Regions from separate parts of the Mus musculus genome. Here region 1 is linked to region 2. The links are chromatin contacts, called in public Hi-C maps. All regions are on one chromosome and are shown on one strand. Each heading gives the region's core, a stretch centred on a gene start, on an enhancer-like site or on the middle of the called end of the contact. The rest is flanking DNA. Distances are from core to core; before and after follow the strand shown. Region 1 has its middle 13 kb from the start of 1700109G15Rik. Region 2 has its middle 77 kb from the start of 1700109G15Rik.

Region 1 (2,947 bases), core at 5-2,504, 65 kb after region 2:
GTAGAACTTAGGAAGAATTCATGCGGTTGTACAAGTGACTCAGAGGCCAAACCTGACTGAGCACCTCTGGGATGGACATGAGACTGGGGGTGAGTCAGAGTTCATGAGATTCCACTCCCCCAAATGTAGAGATTCTTGGCAATCATGGAGGTCCTATTTCACCAGAGAGGTGAAGCACTTCAGCCAAGGTCACACAGCTGGGTGTACCATAAATAGGTGATGGATCTGCTGAGATTACTCACCAACCCCAATTACATCTTCACCACTAATAACTTGGCTCACGCTCCCCTAATGGGATTTCCTCCTTGGACATCAGCCTTCCCTTCCCCCCTTCCACTGACACTGGCCAATTAGACAAGGGCAGGTGCTGTGATTGGGGTCACAGTGAGAGGAAGAGATGGAGAGGGCCACAGCTCACCCCCAACCTCAGCTGAGAAAGAGGTGATCCGTCTCAGGCACTCACAGCCTGTAATGAAGTCTGGGAGAAGGTTGTCCATGTGGGGGAGAGAGAGGGGCAGGTTTTGAAGCCAGCTCACTACCACCACCCCATGACACTAATCTGAACACTGTACCCCTTTCTGCTCCCTATCTGAGCCTGGCAGGCCTGGAGAGACATGCAGGACCGCAGACATCCAAGCAGATGAACAGCGCCAAAGGCAGCCAGACAAAGCGAGAAACAGGCTGGAGCTCAGCTTCAGTGTGCTTGGCTACTGTCCAGTGGAGGCCCTTTTGTTAGGTGCTGCCCTCCACTTCCAGTGGCTGAGGCACAGGAAGTCCAACGCCTCTGCTGTGCAGGAATACTGGAGGGGCTGGAGGCAGATCCCAGCTTTCCTCTGTAGGAATGCACGGTCTCCTCGTGGGGCACCACAGGCTCAAGTAGGAAAGAGCTAGACTCTGCCAACAGCAAAAAAGTCTGCAGGTGTGTCAGAGCATCTGTCCTGGAAGCTAAGGCCACCGGCTCAACTACAGTAGAAGGGCACAGCATCATGTGTGCAGAGGCAGGTACCATCAGGACAACTACGGCCTCTGCCCCAACCAGAGCACAGCAAGGCTCTCTGATGATCTCGGGAGAGTCCTAGCTGGCTAATCTGGAGCCTTGCGGTCCCCAGAACACTGGTTCTTTGGGTCTAATTTAAATCCCTTCTGCTGCAGCTTAAATCTAATTCCAGTGATCAGTAGGTGGTCAGTGGGGTGGAGCAAAGAAGCAAAGAACAGATGTTACCGGATGCCAGCTTCATTCAGATTCCCTGCTCAGCAGTCTGGTCAGCTGGAGTTGTCTGAAGGAGCCTCTCTGCTCCCAATCACATAGAGGACCTGGGTGTGTGTGGGACCTGCCAAAATTTCTTTTTTGGGGGCGGGGGTGGGGTCCCTGCCAAAATTTCTAATTTGAGTGCGGGATTTGTGTCTTGAGTGCACAGGTAGAGACATGAACTTGCCTCTGGCATGCCACACAACCGGATTCCCACTTAACAGCCCAGGGCCAGACACCCAAGTTCCATCCCACGCAATACATAGGCTCTTCTCTGCTCAGCCCTTTCTCCTAAGTGACCCCAGGTCATGGACTTTCCTCAGCTTCCTCCTGTGCCATTTCCCTCCGGTCTAGATGTCCACATCCAAGACCAAAACAAAACAAAACAAAACCCCTTAAGGAGCCGGCGGCTGTCAAGGATGGGAATGGAGCAGGGAAGGCTGACCCAGAGCATACCGCACAGAAGGTCTCTGTTCACCTGAGCCTCTCCCTGGTGCCTGCCTGGCTGTCCCCTGCCAGCTCCACCTAACCCAGTGCCAGCAGACCCAGCAGGAGTGCCCGGCTCTGTTGAGCTCCACAGCTAAAGCAAAGCGCCCCGCGCCTGCGCACCCTGAGCCTCTGTGGGGGCGTTCCTGATCTGCCCCCAGGATGTTAAGTGCAGGGCCCAGGCTTAAGTAGCAATTAACGCTACAGAGGAAGAAAGAGAAGGCCAAACAGCCTGCTGTTTATTTCCACCTCTCTCTGATCCATGTTCCTCCTAGTTACAAGAAAAGAGGAAGAGAGAGTGAAAGAGAAGAAGGGAGAGAGAAGAAGAAGAAGAAAAAACCTGCACTAAACCAAACTGTAGTGCAATTACAGCTGGAGGGAAAAAAAAAGACATGCATTAAATGGATGTTTCTGCACAAAAACCCCAGGCTGACAACATCTCTGGCCTTGTAAAGGGGAAAGGACTGTGCCTGGGTGTTTACATAGCCGAAATCAGGGAGAATTATGCTGTCATACTGACAACTGTAGGAGGACAATTTTAAAATTACACCGTTCAACACCTTTAATGATTTGTAACAGAAGAGGTGTGGCTACTCCTATTAAATGTGTTGCCAAATCAATAAAAGGGATAATTGGAGTTGTTAGAGCAAATTATAGCAGCGTTTCTTCTGTTGCTGTACAATGTTGCCTTGTAAACCGCTATTACAGGCAGCGCCGTATTTCTCTCTTATTTGGGCGCTTTGTAATGAGTTGGCATTTTGCGGCATAATAGTTCCACTTTCTTTTATGGAGCGCTCACTTTAACTTTTTCTCCTTTGTGCAGCCTATAATTTCCTCGCCCTCCCTGCCTCCCTGCCTGTTTTCAGAGGTGGCCGCGCTGCCTGTCAGCAGCCTCTGGGTGATAAACTATATTATTTCACATTATTTTCCGGCCTTTTCAATTGGCAGTCAGATGGGGTTGAGGGGTAGATGGGTCTGAAGGGATGGGCATGGGGAAAGTGGCGAGAGACGGGGCCGGGAGAGGTTTTTTTAAAAATTCACATCAACAGCAAGGGAAGGGAGTAAGAGAAGGGCAGACTGGCCTTACTCCCCCCGGGGGCGGGGGCTTGGCCCTCTAAACATAGGACTTTGGACAGAGTGGTGAGCTTCTGGCTGGGGGAGGGGAGACGCTGTCCTATCAGGTCTAGGCATCCCAGAATATCTGACTTAACC
Region 2 (3,343 bases), core at 307-2,806:
TGGGACCCTCTCTCTATACCCTGTCATCAGTTTTCCAGGAAGTCTGGAGGCCCCTGCCCTCCCCCACCCACCAGGATCAAGGTTTGTGGGAATGTTCTCCCGCAGAACTCGGCATGAAATAAATTCCATTCTTACTCTGCCAATGACACTGCACATAAATATTCAGTAAATTAGCAGCACGCTTTTATAGATTTATCAGTCATTGCAGGCACAAAATGACAGGCAATGTTGTAGCTGAAATATTAATGCTGACAAATTAATGATTTCTGAGTAAATGATGTCATTTTTGCACCGTTTCATTAAAATTTACTCACTTCTGCTTCATTCCTGGACCTAAAAAAAATTAAAATCATTTCTTTTTCTCTTTCTTCTTTCTTTTTAGTGTGGGATTGGTTCCCAAACCTGAGAGGGACATAAATTTTCCCCCAGCAGCACCCCGGAAATGGAGGTAGGGAGCCAGGCAAGCTACTATATTGCCACTGCGGGCTCTGGGATGGGAAGAAACATCTCACCCCATCACAGCCAGGGGCCTTGGGCCTCTGCCATCAGTCTAGCTATTCTAGCAGGGATAGATAAAGGGTCCTTGCTTTGGCTCAAACCTGGAGAGAGGGTGTGGATACAGGGGCAAGTGGGGAGGACTGGGGGTGGGGGTGGGGCGTTGTGGTAGAAGGCACACGAGAAAGGAGTTGATTCTCTTTTTTGAGGCCCTAGAGCCTCCGTTGCCTTCACTATACATGCCTCAGCTGTTGCAACAAATTTAAGGAATAATCAATTGCTCAACTCCTGTAGTAGGTAAGAGAGTGACACACCAATTGCATAAATATCATCTTCACCAAGGTTCTGGGGAGTTGAAGAGAGTTCAGTCCCCGGATCCTGACTGATGACCTAGGCTCAGGCGCAGTGTGACCTTGTCTTGAACCTCCACAGTTCCCTTCTCTATCTCATTTCCCAAGGTTCTTGCGAGGATTAAGAAGGATGGCGTGTAAAAGCCCAGTTAGACTTCTCCTGGGATACTCTTCCCAGTTGGTAGCAGGCTGCCCTTGGGCAGCCAGAAGTGCTGCGGGGAGGGAGCAGTCAGACATCCTCTCCCCACGACCGCGCGCGTGCGCGCGCGCACACACACACACACACACACACACACACACACACACACTGATGCCAGGTGACCTGCCCGCCCGCCTCGCCCGCCCTTGCTGGGGTGCCAGCCCGGGGAACACACCCGGTCTTAGTTTGATGGAGACGCCAGAAGCAAAATATCTCGCCTGCGGGGCGAGCGCCGCGGGAATCCGAGGCTGAGAGGCCAGGCGGACACAAAGGAGAGGCGAGGGCAGCGCGCGTGCGGGAGCCCGGCCCGGCCGTATCGGGCAATCTGCGGGCTAATTCGTGTCAGGGCCCGTCTCCTATCTCCAGCGTGGCTCCCCAGCCGCTGATAAAATTGAAGTGGAAATGAAGTTGGATGGTCCGGAGCAGCCGCGCCGGGCTGGGGTGGGGGCGGCGCTGTGCCCGCCCTGGGCAGCTGCGCCCTCCGTAGTCGCCCTTGGCGCTGCCCTTGGCCGGGCCGGAGCGATGAAGCGCGAGGCGGGGAGGGCGGATGGGCCCGCTCCGGCCCTTAGCCAACGGCCATCTCCTATGCTGCCCCGGTCCTGGCGACCATTTCGCCAGCAATGGTAGTGGGACGGAGATGGAGGTGGGGGACTGGATCCTGGCACCGTATAACACTCATGCTTATTGAGTGCTTGCTCGTGTGCCAGGCTCCAGGCCAGGTGCTTAAAGTGAATTATTATCTCATCCAACCCTTCCTCTAACATGCGGTGGGTTATTGTGTCCATTTTTACTGGTGCAGAAATGGAGCCGTCCAAAGTCTCAGCTGACACTGGACAACTACCCTAACCGTGGGCCCCAGTGCACTGTCACTGGAGCAGTTCACCTCCACGTTCAACCTACACCTATGGGGGGCGGTGTGTGTGTGTGGGGAGATGGACTACAAAGGTCCCAAGCAGGACCTAGATGGGTGCTGGCAGCTCTGCGCACCAGTGCTGTCTGTCCCCCAACCCCTGCTGAAGCTCAGCATCTATGTGAGAAGTTGGTATTATCCTCTGGAACTTGGGCCAAGGAAGAGCAGAAAAGGAAAAGCTTCGCACAGCTAGGAATCAACGATTCAGGATGCGCTGGGCATTGGCCTCCGGAGTTGCCTTTCTGACCCCTAAACTCCCAGCTCCCAGGTAGCTCTGGATGGACACGTGGTGGGGGCCTGGGCTATGACTGGGTCTTGCAAAGTTGTTTGGTTATTGTTTGTTTGTATTACTTTGTACTTCATTTACTTATAATCTGTCTTCCTACCTCGGCCATTGCTGCCTGACTTCTTGTAGCTCGCTCTCTCTCTCCAGCGATGCCTTGATGCTAGCTGTGGGCTCTCACAGCCTCCAAACCCACTGCTCCCTTCTGCCCAAGGCCTTCATGTATTTCTCTCCTCGGCTTCTAATGCTCTTCTGGGTAACCTTTCTCTATCTCAAGTCTCATGATCTTTTCCATAATCCTTTTAATGGCATTGACATACCCAAAAATGTGGTGTATTTTCTTTCAATTAGACAATTAGAGCAACCCAGTGTAAACAGTTACTAGGTCACAAGGGAAGTCTTAAAAACATTCCAGGGAATTGCCATTGCGCGGAACATGTGTTCAGATCACAAAGCCATAGAATTAGGAATCAACCGTAGGAAGAGCACTAACAAAAAGCCCCACATGCTTTGAACTGGAGAACCTCACTTCTGTACTCTCTGTGGGTTAAAAAGAAAAATCAACAGAAATTATTGACTCTTTAGGGCTGAATGGCAATGGATGTGCTTCGTATTGGAGATGGTGGGATGTGGATAAAGCGGAGCTTAAGGGGAAATTTATAGACTGGACTGGGTGTCAGCACCCTTCGAACTGTTCAGCAAATGTTCCTATTCTGACTTCTGTGCAGAACTAGAGTAAGCCCTCAGTACTGTGTTCTCTTTTTTCAATACTCTTATTTTGTGTGCGTGCGTGCGTGTGTGTGTGTGTGTGTGTGTGTGTGTGCGCGCGCGCGTGCATGCGCGTGGACACGCAGACACTTATATACTTTTTATACTTTTAAAGTAAAATACTGGGGATGTAACGCAGGTCCTTGAGCATGCTAGAAGAAGGCATTGGGTCCCCCAGAACTGGAGTTACCGATGGTTGTAAGACACCACAAGCAACAAGTGCTTTAAACTGATGACCTATCCCTCCAGTTCCTTCCAATCTCCTTTCAAAGTGGATTTGAGATGGTCTGTGATACAGACAGCATGGTAATTAAAAGTGCAGCTTAGCAGAGAGATGA

The links. A called contact is a pair of places that touch in the nucleus more often than the background predicts.
Region 1: a Hi-C map of cerebellar granule neurons shows a contact between it and region 2, with 1.7 times the contacts expected there. The contact joins two enhancer-like sites. A contact is called at or near these places in 3 of 39 promoter capture datasets (hippocampal neurons, liver and stem cell-derived epiblast-like cells), 5 of 484 Hi-C or Micro-C datasets (the HPC-7 cell line, cerebellar granule neurons, cerebral cortex and 2 more), 4 of 115 datasets of contacts at active chromatin or transcription factors (all in embryonic stem cells) and 2 of 9 other capture datasets (adipose tissue and liver).

What each region holds. Positions count from the first base shown.
Region 1 is chr11:84,706,152-84,709,098 of GRCm38.p6, forward strand. No RefSeq gene overlaps it. Among named protein-coding and RNA genes, the nearest start is that of 1700109G15Rik, 13 kb to the right of the region's middle. Within about 2 kb of position 1,255, at least 37 of the 459 cell types and tissues checked have an H3K27ac peak or open chromatin away from gene starts, as enhancers often do. A contact at or near this core is called in cerebellar granule neurons, cerebral cortex and neural stem cells, where this site is marked.
Region 2 is chr11:84,641,270-84,644,612 of GRCm38.p6, forward strand. No RefSeq gene overlaps it. Among named protein-coding and RNA genes, the nearest start is that of 1700109G15Rik, 77 kb to the right of the region's middle. Within about 2 kb of position 1,557, at least 63 of the 459 cell types and tissues checked have an H3K27ac peak or open chromatin away from gene starts, as enhancers often do. A contact at or near this core is called in cerebellar granule neurons, cerebral cortex and neural stem cells, where this site is marked.